Regions from separate parts of the Mus musculus genome. Here region 2 is linked to region 1. The links are chromatin contacts, called in public HiChIP or PLAC-seq maps. All regions are on one chromosome and are shown on one strand. The core of a region is the stretch at or near the end of the contact, and the rest is flanking DNA. Distances in the headings are between cores, read along the strand shown.

Region 1 (5,933 bases), core at 1,608-4,107:
TTCTCATCTCTAATATCTTTGAAGACTGAGAATATTCTCCTCTTTCAACAGCTTTTAAAAAATCAATGTGGGTCACCATTTTTAAAAGGGAGCTTGATGGCTGGGAGTGATTCTGTCAATGTGCTTTGGAATCTGCTGAAATCCTTTGCTTTGCACAGTGCAGCGCACAGTACAGCCATAATTGACAGTAGCGTTTGTTGAGCCTGTGCTAGCACAGTTCAAATTAAGAACAGTAATTCTTAGAGAAACCCTCTGTTCATCTTCTCTCAGAGAATTTTTCTAACTAAGTGTCAGGAATTTGAAACCCAGAATGTCCCAAGCACAATGGCTTTGCCAAGGACTTTTCCCAAGACCAAGCAGGGCTGCACCAGGGACAGCTGGCCTTAAGTGTTCAGGGGCAGCTTTCAGATGAATGACGTGAATGAAAAAAAGACTTTAGTAAGGTTGAAATTTTCTTCTTAAGTTATTTTATTTTATGTGTATTAGTTTTGCCTATGTCTGTGTACAGTTGCAGCTCCCCTGGAACTGGAGTTGCAGACATTGGTTAACTACTGGGAATTAAACTTGCATTCTCTGAAAGAACGGCCAGTGCAGTCCTGCCCCTTAATGAGTCTTTTGAGCTGGAGACTAAGAAGCTGTTTCAGATTCAGTATCTTCAACTCCGTGTCATGTTGACATCTTGTTACCAGGCTGACATGTCTGTGGCTTGATTTCCAGACAGAGAATTTCACATGAGAAGGCTTTGATTTCCAATGCTTCTGTTTACTTCTCTTGCAAGATATTGATTTGGTGTATTTGAGGTACCTTAGCTGTGACAAAACATCCAGAAGACACTGATGGTGGCCATGTGCGATTTCACTTCTCACCTAAAAGATCATCATACTATTCTTGCAAAATACTTCCTAAAATGCTGAATCTGAGAGTTTGACTACATACACAACGTAGGTGACAGGACTCACAGGATGCAGTACGAAGCATGAAAAACTCCTAATGTCATGGCTTTCATCATCTAAAAGGCTTTTATTCTCAGTCATAAGCCAGTACCTGGCATGGCATGGATACTGAAGGAGTAAGCATTAATTAATTAACACAATGGTATAAAACCATGTCAGAGCTCCTGAAGCAAGGTACTTGGCAGCCGTTAGGATGAACATGTAGAAACTGGCACTAGTATAGAAGGTTAGCACTTCTCTAGAAGAGAGTCATAAATCATAGAAACCAAAAGCCATGTAAAATTAAACCAACCATAACATTTGATGTACTGCTAATACATATTTCATGTACTTTATTCTCCTGTGATGTCTGTTTTCAATTGTTATAGGTGAATATTATAGACTGGACAACTTATAAAAATAAAGTTTCTGACCCAGGTATGGGGCAAGCCTGTAATCCCAGTACTACAGAGCCAAGGCATGAGGAGCTCCAGTTTGAAAACAGCTAGGACTATATTCTGAGTTTGAGGCCAGCTTGGCCGTAGAGAGAAATCTTGAGGCAGGAACATGCCAGAGCATGATACATGTGCTCTCTTCGTATCTCTTGAAAACACTTTTCCTACTATCACACCATGTCAGAGAGCATCAGTGGAATAATGGCAAGCTTGCCCAGTGTTTTAAGAGTCTTTTCTTCTGAGCTAACCTGAATCATTGTGACAGAGTCATGCCCCCTAAAGGTCCCATCACCCAATCCTGCTGCACTGGGGATCAAGTTTCAAACATAGGAATTGGAGAGATACATTCAGACTGTAGCCTGAGGGGAAAACCAATTAATTTTATGTGCATACATTTAATTGAGGCGATTTAAGTTTTTTTTTTTTAAATAGTAAATACTAGGAAGGTTCTTCTTCTTCTTTTTTTTTTTTAAATATAGAAATGAGAACTCTGTGAGGATTGTAATTAGTATCGTATCCTTCCCAAGCAGCAACTTTGGAAGACATTCTTATAAAAAGTATCTGAGATGGATAGAGAGGGAATCCTAGGGGGCCCTGCTCTTCATTGCTTAACTAGATACTACTGATAGATTCAGGGAAACAGGGAGTCATTACCTTCTGTTGTAAATCAACTAATGACCTCGCCAGGCTAGAGTGGGTAGTACCAATCCAATGCTCACACAGATGTCCCTACCAAATTGGTCACAAAACAAACCTGAAAGTAATGAACCTGAAAAATAGATTGGTGGGGAGGAGACAGGATTGAAAAGGAGAGAGGGGATGGTAGAGAAGACTGGGAAAGGCGGACAAGAATAGTCATATGCACACATCCGTAACAGGGTAGAAAAACAAACTTAATAGCAAATCTGTGAGAAATGGGTACTGTCTGAGATGTCTAGACACTTTAGTGAACATTTCAAAATTATAATAGAAAATCATACTCTAAGTTTAGATTAAATGGTATCTTCAGTGAAAAAAATATTAAAATTATTGTTTTTTTGTGTAAAATTAAGGCAATTTGGCTGGATTTTTTTTCAAAGCTTATTTGTATTGTCTGCGTGACGTGTGTATGTGTGCATATTTGTCTGCATGTCTTTGAGGGGCAGAGGTCAACACCTAGGAGTTTCCCTCTATCACTCTCCACCTTATTAGAGAAGGTTTTTTAATGGAATCTGGAGCTTCCTGGGTAGTCTGGCTGGCCTGTGAGATCAGGGGGTCCTGGGGTCTTCGCTGTGCTGCACTACTTCCAGCACCAGGGTTCAGAGGTGCTTTGCACGATTGGCGTGGCGATTGGCTTTTTTTTTTTTTTTGGTGGGGTTGAGGGATCTGAAGTCAGGTACTCATGCTTACACAGCAGCAAACCCTTTATCAGCTGATCCCTTTCCTCAGCTTGAGGTTCAGCTGAAAATAGAGAAGTGGTAGGGAAACAAGATGCGCTCACAGTTGAAGTCTTAGATAAACACTGAACCACATTTCACAGATGTGATAGTAAATCACTGAGGGAAAGAAGGTTTGGCCTAAACATGTTAGAAATTTCCAGGTTGTAGTCTGTGTGATTGCTCTGTTGGGTGTTGTTTTTGTTGTTGCTGTGGTTTGTGAATTTGTTTTTTGTTTGGGAGGATTTTTAAACTTGTTTTTGCTATCAAAGGCAATCTGTTCCCTTGAAGGCTTAATCAGTGGTATCATAGAGCAGAGCAAAACCTCATGTATTGATAAAGGGAAGATGGTGGTAGATGGGAAGGTACCTGCTTGATTATTATTATTAAGATGTATAGATTATAGATTTGGGTTTTTTTGTTTTGTTTTGTTTTGTTTTGTTTTTCTTTTTTTTTGGTGTTTTGAGACAGGGTTTCTCTGTATAGCCCTGGCTGTCCTGGAACTCACTTTGTAGACCAGGCTGGCCTCAAATTCAGAAATCCGCCTGCCTCTGCCTCCCGAGTGCTGGGTTTAAAGGTGTGCGCCACCACACCTGGCTTATAGATTTGTTTTTAAGACATGCTATAAAGTAGGAAACAGTTGTATTGGCTTTAGTTTGTATTAAGTTGTCAATCTGTATAGATGTTTTCACTCTCAAAGTTTTGTTTCATAGCTACTGTGAAAATAGTCCTTCCATTCCACTTCATAGTGTTGACAATATCAAATGAGACAATCCATATGGAATTATTTTATACACTTTTATTTTGAGAATCAGTTTGTTTTAATTTTTATATTTTTCCAGTTATCTAAGGTTGTTTGACAGTTTTGCAAGTTTATATAATGATTTTAGTCACTTTTTTTTCTCCTCCTTTCTTGTCCCATCGTCCCCTACCTGGCCCTCCAGCACCCTTCTCAATGAGTGCAACACCACTCCTACTTCTGTGCCTATGTTTTGTATGTAAATTCTTAAAGGTTATAAATAACAACTATAATTGTATTTGATATGCACACATAGCAATCTAAGCTAATGATCTGTTGCCAAGTAACAAACCTCCAGGTATTTGTTTAATTAATACTGGATTTCTGAGATCTCCAGATAAGATGACAGCCTAGACACTGCTTCTACGTGATGTGGAGGAGAACAGCCAGGATAAAACACAGTGGACTATACACCGAAGAGAGAAAGAACTTTAGACATTCATCCAGTGGGTGGTAGGGCAGCTGAAAAGTAAAAAGAAACACAAGGGCAGACAAAGAAACTGACACAGTCAACAGCAATTCAAGTCCAGAGGCTCAGATCATTGTCCCAGGGAGGAAACAGGAGTCTTATCTAAAAGCTGACCTTCCTGAAAAGACATGGCCAGTTCTAACCACAGGGCAGATGCATGGCTCTTGTAAGACTCAAATACAGTTACAAGTCTTGTTGAGAAAGTAATTCCTTTAGAGAGGAGGCTCAGAAATAGAGAGGAATTGAACCCTGTCAGTTTCCTAGGGTCAGAAGGTTGAAACTAAATGTTATCTTGAGAGGGTGCCTAGAATTTAAAATGGATCTATTCTGGGACCTGGAGAACAGGGAATAATTTTGTCAGGGGACCTGGTTCATCATGGTACAATCAGTGTACTATGAGAGCAATAGAAGATAATGGTGGAGTGTGGGAGGGACAGGTAATGCATTGGAAAGTTAGCTGTTGGTGTCTAGGTGCAGATCCTGCCAACGGAGAGTGGCTTTGGTAGCCCAACTGATAGCCCTGAGCTTGACAGCAGTGGATAAATCAAATCATCCTCTAATACCATCGGTCTGTTATAAGATTCATGTTTTTAACACTAAAGAGTTCCAAGGAACTAATGGGCTAGCCACCCACAAAGACATCCCTTCAGCACAGTGGTGACTGCTTAGTGGATCTTGAAAGTACAAAGACAGATCCAGCTACACATATCTTAGTGCTGTGGTTGTTTACCCCACTCTCAATACACTGCAGAGACACTGGCTAGAACATCATCCTGCCAAAAGGAGTCTAGTGGAGGTGGAAGAATATGCCTACAGACTGCAAGGCTAAGTATGCCTGTAGAGGCCTATGGTATTCAACAAAGGGAAGCAACTAGAGAGAAAGCAACATTGACTTTTCATCAGTAAAAGTTCAGCATCAATATAAACGATAGGGAATCCTGTCTCAATGTAGAGCAGGTTCATTACTGCCTCTCCTCATCTTGTGCCTTGCCTGCAACTTGAGTCTCTCCTGTGCTTCTTTTCTTGATAAGTTACATGTTTGAAATAAACGTCTGCCCCTCTGAGTGTTTTTTTTTTTCTTTCTTTAATGAAGAACTGGGTATAAGTTATGGGCAACCATATCTCAGCCAGAATGTCATCATACCTTGACATTTTTTTGTCATATACATTAGTCCATTTCTTATAGTTCAGCCTTATTCAAGGTCTCAGGACATGGGCACATTCAGCCAGATTATTTGCCAAAATACAACTAGAATGACATGAGTCTTAGTTTACAATAGCATCATTGTTCCTTTCTGTGGGCATTTTGCTCAGCATTTCTGTTTTCTGTGCTCTCACTGGAATGACACAGAGAGCTCTGCTTACACCATTTGACATATATTCTTGACCAAAGTTTCAAACTCCATTCCCCCTTCTTTCTAAAATTCACTTCCAAAGGTCTCAAAAATCACACGGTCAAATTGTCACACCAAGAGCCCCACTTGCTGATAGCAAAGTTTTGTGTCAGTTACTATCTTGTTGCTGTGACAACATAATTGACAAAAGCAACCTGAGGAAGAAAAGATTTAGTTAGACTCACAGTTTAATACAGTTCATTATGGTGAAGAAGGCACTGCTGCAGGAACTTGAGGTAGCTGGTTTGGAAGCCGAGTGTCTGTGCTTAATGCATTACCTCATTTTAATTCCCTTTGCAACTGCAGCTCATGGAAAGGTATCATCCCATTTGGGTTTCTGATCAGTTAACCTCTAGATAATCTTTCACTGATATGCCAAAACATTTGTTTTCATGGTGATTCTAAATTCTAGCAAGTTGACAGTCAAAATTAACCACCATGAATCTGTGGGGAGCGGGTGTGGCGGCAG
Region 2 (5,933 bases), core at 978-3,477, 420 kb before region 1:
ATTGGCTTCTGCTTGACATACCAGGGGCCATGCACTTAAGAACAATTTATTCTTAGTTCTTGAAGCTTCCAGCTGTTAATAGTACTTCACTTAGATGTGGGGATTTAGGAGCCCCTCACATCTCCGCGATAGACTGTTATCTGGCTTGATCTTTTGCATGTCATGGTGAAATTATGAGTATCATGGTGCTGCCATGTGTCCAAAAGACAATGTTTCATTCTAGTTTCCCTGGATCTCTGGCTCTCACAATCTTTCTATCCCTTCTCCCAAAATAGCCCCTGAGCCTTTGTGTGTGAGTTCAATGCAGATGTCCTACCTATGGCTGAACAATCTACAGATTAATGGTCTAGTATCTTGTAATTCTCCCTTTTGCTGTTTACTGACTCTCAGTCTTAGTCTCCTTTTGTATTTATGCCCTGACCTCCTTTCTTTTTTTCTTTTTCCGGGCAGGTGACCTTGTAGTTCTGCAGATTTTCACAAAGCGGTATGGTAAGAGAAAAGATAGAGGGTCATTCCACTCTGAGTGGGGAGAGCTGTTCCCACTCTCAGGCTAGAAGAAAGAAGGTAGGCAGGATGTGAGGTGGCCAACGGTATGAGATTTTTCACTTGCTTAATCTCCAGAACTCTTTGCAAGCTGATCTCCAATTCTCATGTTTGGTTGTTATGTTGAAAGGAACAGAATAATGCTGGGATTTTGTCATGATGCTGTCGGCTTGGAAGGCCAATTATAACTGATGGTATATCTTATTTTCCACCCCCCCCCCCATTTTGCCTTGGTGTTAGCAGCTCAGGGGTCTTCTATATGTTCCCCCACATTTATTCAATTTTTCACAAAGGCTCACAGGTAGGAACTTTAGCTACTCACCCATCCAGCAGATCAGGTCAGGGGAATCATGGCAAAGGGATCTGTATGAACAGGAACCACATTTCTGTACGAAATGTGTTAAGGAAGAACTTAATGGATGATCTAGTATGGTGTACCAAATGGGGCCATGGGCTGGCCAGCAAAGCATCACAGTAGCTTAGAACTGCTGAAAAGAATCTGTGTGAGCATTGTGTGGATCTACCAATATTTGGAGCATTGTTCATCCTCCAGGGAAGATTTTGTCAGGATAGTGCTTTTGGGAGTCATTGCAAAAATACAAGGTTTCTTTTGCTTGTTTTATTCTGCCATGGGTGAGGAGAAGCAAATTATGTAGAGAGAAATATTCATTAAAAAATCTCATCAATCCTAGGAGGCAGAGGCAGGCAGGTTTCTGAGTTTGAGGCCAGCCTGGTCTACAGAGTGAGTTCCAGGATAGCTAGGGCTACACAGAGAAATCCTGTCTTGAAAAACTAAGCAAGCCAAACAACCTTCTAGGGGGGAAAGGTAAGGCTGTGAAATGATGTGAAATGACAAGTAGTCAAATGTTACTTTCATGTCCCTAGAGGAAACAAAGTTTATGGACTATCTCAGTGCAATACAAGGGATATGATACAAGTCCAAGAAATGCAGACACTTGCCTATGCTGATTCCATATACACAGATAATGCATAACATCCATATAAACATATCCAGAGAGAAATACAAGCAAAGGCATAATGATGGCAATATATTGGTACACACACACACCCCATATATATACACACATATGTACACGATATACACAGAGGTTACTCATTGGTATTCACATATACACATATATTCACACAGAAGCATTTATAGCCCAGTACTATAAACAGTTGGTATGTACATTGTTACATTCAGAAGTACACATGTCCAGAAAGACATAGAAGTAGATAGGGAAACCTATGTAGATAATCACACAGCTTTTCATTTAGCTCTGAATTTTGTTTCTCTGAGTTGCACACATACTGGAAGTGGCTGCACTTCTTTCTCACCTTGTAATAGCAATCCTGTGTGTTATTTTATGGTTGTCCAAAGGTATTTTCAAATGCATTAATCCATCTGAACTATGTGAAATATAACTATCCTCCTTTGGAGAAATTAAAACCACGGAGAGACACACAAGTGGTTCAAGTCATGTAGCTGGCAACTGTAAGAACCTGGATGGCAAGTCCATCTCCAGTGCCCTCTCAGTGCCCTCTCAAAATGGGGATGGAAGAGAGGGGGTGCATGATAAGATCAGGCATTAATTTTAATGCAGAAGTGTGGCAAATAATTTAGTAGCAGCACATGACCCAGACGTCTTCCTTTCTCACAGCTGCATTGCAACAGACAGAGACAGCCTCTCCACCCCCCCCCCCCCCCCCCCCGATAAACACTTCAGGCAAGGAGAGCAAGAAGAGAGTCTCTTACCATTCAGGAGGCTGATGCTGAGGACAAGCAGCATGTAAGCAAGTGCAGATGACATGTTTTGCTTCAGGCTGGCCCTTCTTCTTGCTACAGGCAATAGATCAGAGGCTCCCTGGAAGAGAAAGCACCAGGTGACATTTGTTAAATGACAACCGCTCAGGCACATGCACCATTTACTTTTATTCTGGGTGCTTGCAACTGGTTCTTGCTCCTTGCTTAATGTGAGCGACAAAACAGTGGGAAGAGAATCTAGTAAAATGTAACATGGGATGGCTTGGCTAAGAAGCCCTGATTCACACTTGCTGGCAAAGATTTCACCACAAGAGGTCGTCAGACAACAGTGTAGAGAGTTCAGGGGAAGTCTCTTCAGGAAGACAGTTCAGGCTGTTGGCTTTTTATTTTATTTTATTATATTATTATTTTATTATTTTCTGCATTCATCTTTCCACATGATTGTTTAGCTGTCTAATAGCACATCACCCATTTATATAATATAGACTGTGCTCCCCACAGGAGAACCATTCATGGAGGGTTCTTGCTCCAGTATCCAGAGCATAAACCAGGTCAATTTATCGATCCTGCCAGATTGAGAGTGGGATGGTCAGGGTGGAGGTTCCTGTCTAAGTTCAGGCTGAGAAGGTTCAGGAACTCTCCAGGGATATGGCCATGGCTGTGAAGCAAACCTCATAATGAATTTTAGTGGCCCTCCGTGTGGCTTCTTTCTCCCTTCTGTAAAGCCCCATAACAAGAGACAATGAACAGTAATAATTCAAACCTCTTGGGTTCAGGGTATTAAGTCAATTTTGAACTTGCAGGGCTTGAGAGTTTTGAGCAATTTATTAATATTATTATTTTTACTCTTTGGAACCGTTTTCAAAGCTTCTCAAGTTCCTGCCTTTTTAAGAAAGATTTTAAAGACTTTTTTTATTAAAAAAAAAAAGACTCATTAGTCTTATTAGACTTCAGACAGTGCTCCAAAAAAACAATAGATTTTGATGAACGACATATAAATTTCCAGAAGCACATGGTTTTCATTTCCTTTTAAATTTTATTTTTAAATCAAGGGAAGAACATCTAGGAGGCAAAGTTCTCCGTCATAGACTCTTCAAGCATTGTGAAGAGATGTGTGATGAGCCCCCAGAGGCACAGAATCCATCCTCCTGATCAGGGGATGTGCTCTGTCTGCCAAATACATACCACGCAACGGACAGCTTTCTGAAGGTGTAGAACACCTGCCACTACTGCTGTGGAATCACTCAAAAATAGACATTTTAACGACACTGGAAGCTTGGGGTACGCACATACCAACAAGCGGTGCCCTTCTATCGAATGTTCTGGTTGAGAACTGAATCCAATCCATTAATGGGCTCAGCAAAGTTCTGGAGACCTTTTGCTTGCTTTGCCTAGATTCCTTGCAAATACACATCTAGGTAGCACAGTCTCAATCTAACCTACTTCTTTTAATCTCTCAGGGCCATCCTCTTTAAACCAAGTGCTCAGCAGCTTCTGATAGGTTTTAAATAATGAACTTGTTCTAACAGGCACTGGTGTGAGTTCTTCCATCACTTGAATTTTATTTTGTCTTTTTCATGGCCTCATAAGGAGACATTGGTTTCCACCAGCTCGGTTTAACAGGTACAGAGACTGAGTGTAGAGAGATTTAGTAGACTGTTATCCACACGCTGACAGGAGAGAGAGAAAGAGAGAGAGGGGGAGAGGAAGAGGGAGAGGGAGAGGGAGAGGGAGAGGGAGAGGGAGAGGGAGAGGGAGAGGGAGAGGGAGAGGGAGAGGGAGAGGGAGAGGGAGAGGGAGAGGGAGAGGGAGAGGGAGAGGGAGAGGGAGAGGGAGAGGGAGAGAGATCTGGCAAGTCCCAGAGCATCTGAGAAATCAAGAGTTGTGTGATACCTGTGACAGACAGTGAAACTGACCCTTCTATAGAGTGATACATAAGACAAGAGCAATTGACCCATGGAGAGAAAAATACCTGGTTACATGGGTAAGCAGGAGCCAGAGAGCTAGGGTAGACAGAGGTCATCAGTTATGGCTCTACTCGTTCTTAAGGGTGTCTAATGCTGTTGATCTTATTTGTGTATAACCTGGGAAGCGTTCTTCATCTTGAACATACTTTAAACTCAGCCTGGCTTGGGAGTCAGATTCTGCTTCCTGGCTGAAGGTGCTCTAAAATATCCCCGTGTTAAAACTTCCCTCCTCCTTTGGGCATCACATAAAACAACATCTGAGATCACCATGCTATAAATCACCCTTCGTGGGTGAAATCGGGAAACCTCTGCCAGACAGGTCTATGACTGTTTTGCAAATGAAATACTCAGATAGGAATCCAGGTAGGCAGAAGCCAGAGTGGATTTAGTTATTTGTTTGTATTTCCTCTTCTGCTGGTGTAGGATCAAAAATCCTTCTCATTAAAGTTGTAAAAATGCTTGGTGTTCTCATTAGATAACTTTTTTCTACATATGCTGGAATCTGGTCACACCCATGCACTTCCTAATGCCCCAAGCTGCCCGTGTCAAGGAATTAGACACATTCCCAATGCGTTTTTGACAGTGACTTCCCAACTCAATCTTCACCTTATCCTCTGGCAAGGTAACCATGATGTGGTAAGAAAACTTTCAGAGGGAAACAAAATGGCCACTCATTTTGGCTATGCTCAATGTTAACCCCGATCGCACAGTACATAGTTCTTTTGTCCTAGCATTGAGCACACCCTCTCCTGATCCACAGACAAGATTTTATGGTAATCAGACACAAGACTAAGTGAAGTTTTTTTTTTTTTTTTTATCTTTCTGAATCCATTCTTCACTGCAAGCAGATCCAGGTTGAAGGGAGCATGGCCCTCCTTATTGACTGCTTCAGTTGGGGTTGGAATACCGATGAGGACCCACAACTTTGCATGATGGTATAGTGCAACTGCTTCAAATATCTGGAGTCCAGTTAGCAAAACCTGAGCCTTTCATACTCAGCTTAAGGTCATCTTAGGGTGCACACATCCCCATCTCTCTAAGTATGACTGTGATTGACAAGTGAAAAGTCTGTCTCTGAGCAGGTTTACAGTGAGTTCCTAACTTTCATCTGCTTTGTCCATGCCCATCTGATTTGTCTTTCTCACCTCTGGATTCTCAGACTCTCTCATCACCATGCCACTTTGCATTACCTTATTCAGACTCTTCCCATGCCCCATCCTGCTGTGGCACAAATGCCAAGAAAACTAACCATTTTCCCCTAGGTATGCCTTGTGCATCAACAGTGGTCCTACTTAGACCCACTCCTTCCAGAAGCCCCTCTTTATTACTGTTCTCCATTAAACCAACCCTCTTCCATTGAGGTCAACAGCTGAGTTTGCAATCTATAGTCCGGCTCATTCTTTTGGGAACCTAGAATGACTCCTTCCTAGATGGAAAACTAGGCAGGGTCCAATGGCCTACAGTATTCCCTCCCATCCACATTGTGGAAAGCATCCCAAATAATAGGAGACAGTATTACCTTCAAGAGGTAAATAGGACAGATCTGAACTCTCACCAGATCACTGCCTGATGTTAGCTTTTCTGATGTAGTCCTTTCTGCTTATACTTCTCTGCATGCTTTGGCCCACCCACCACTGAGATTATCAATTATAAAAGTC

The links. HiChIP or PLAC-seq counts read pairs in DNA pulled down with a chosen protein or histone mark.
Region 2: a contact with region 1 is called in an H3K27ac HiChIP or PLAC-seq map of embryonic stem cells, with 7 times the contacts expected there. The contact joins two enhancer-like sites. A contact is called at or near these places in 1 of 484 Hi-C or Micro-C datasets (trophoblast stem cells), 3 of 115 datasets of contacts at active chromatin or transcription factors (embryonic stem cells and large pre-B cells) and 2 of 9 other capture datasets (embryonic stem cells and liver).

What each region holds. Positions count from the first base shown.
Region 1 is chr15:9,888,550-9,894,482 of GRCm38.p6, reverse strand. No RefSeq gene overlaps it. Among named protein-coding and RNA genes, the nearest start is that of Spef2, 140 kb to the right of the region's middle. Within about 2 kb of position 2,857, at least 12 of the 459 cell types and tissues checked have an H3K27ac peak or open chromatin away from gene starts, as enhancers often do.
Region 2 is chr15:10,310,640-10,316,572 of GRCm38.p6, reverse strand. It overlaps Prlr (prolactin receptor), which reads right to left. Exons shown (of 10, transcript NM_011169.5): 3 at 2,300-2,408. The coding sequence starts at 2,354. Among named protein-coding and RNA genes, the nearest start is that of Gm41269, 44 kb to the left of the region's middle. Within about 2 kb of position 2,227, at least 3 of the 459 cell types and tissues checked have an H3K27ac peak or open chromatin away from gene starts, as enhancers often do.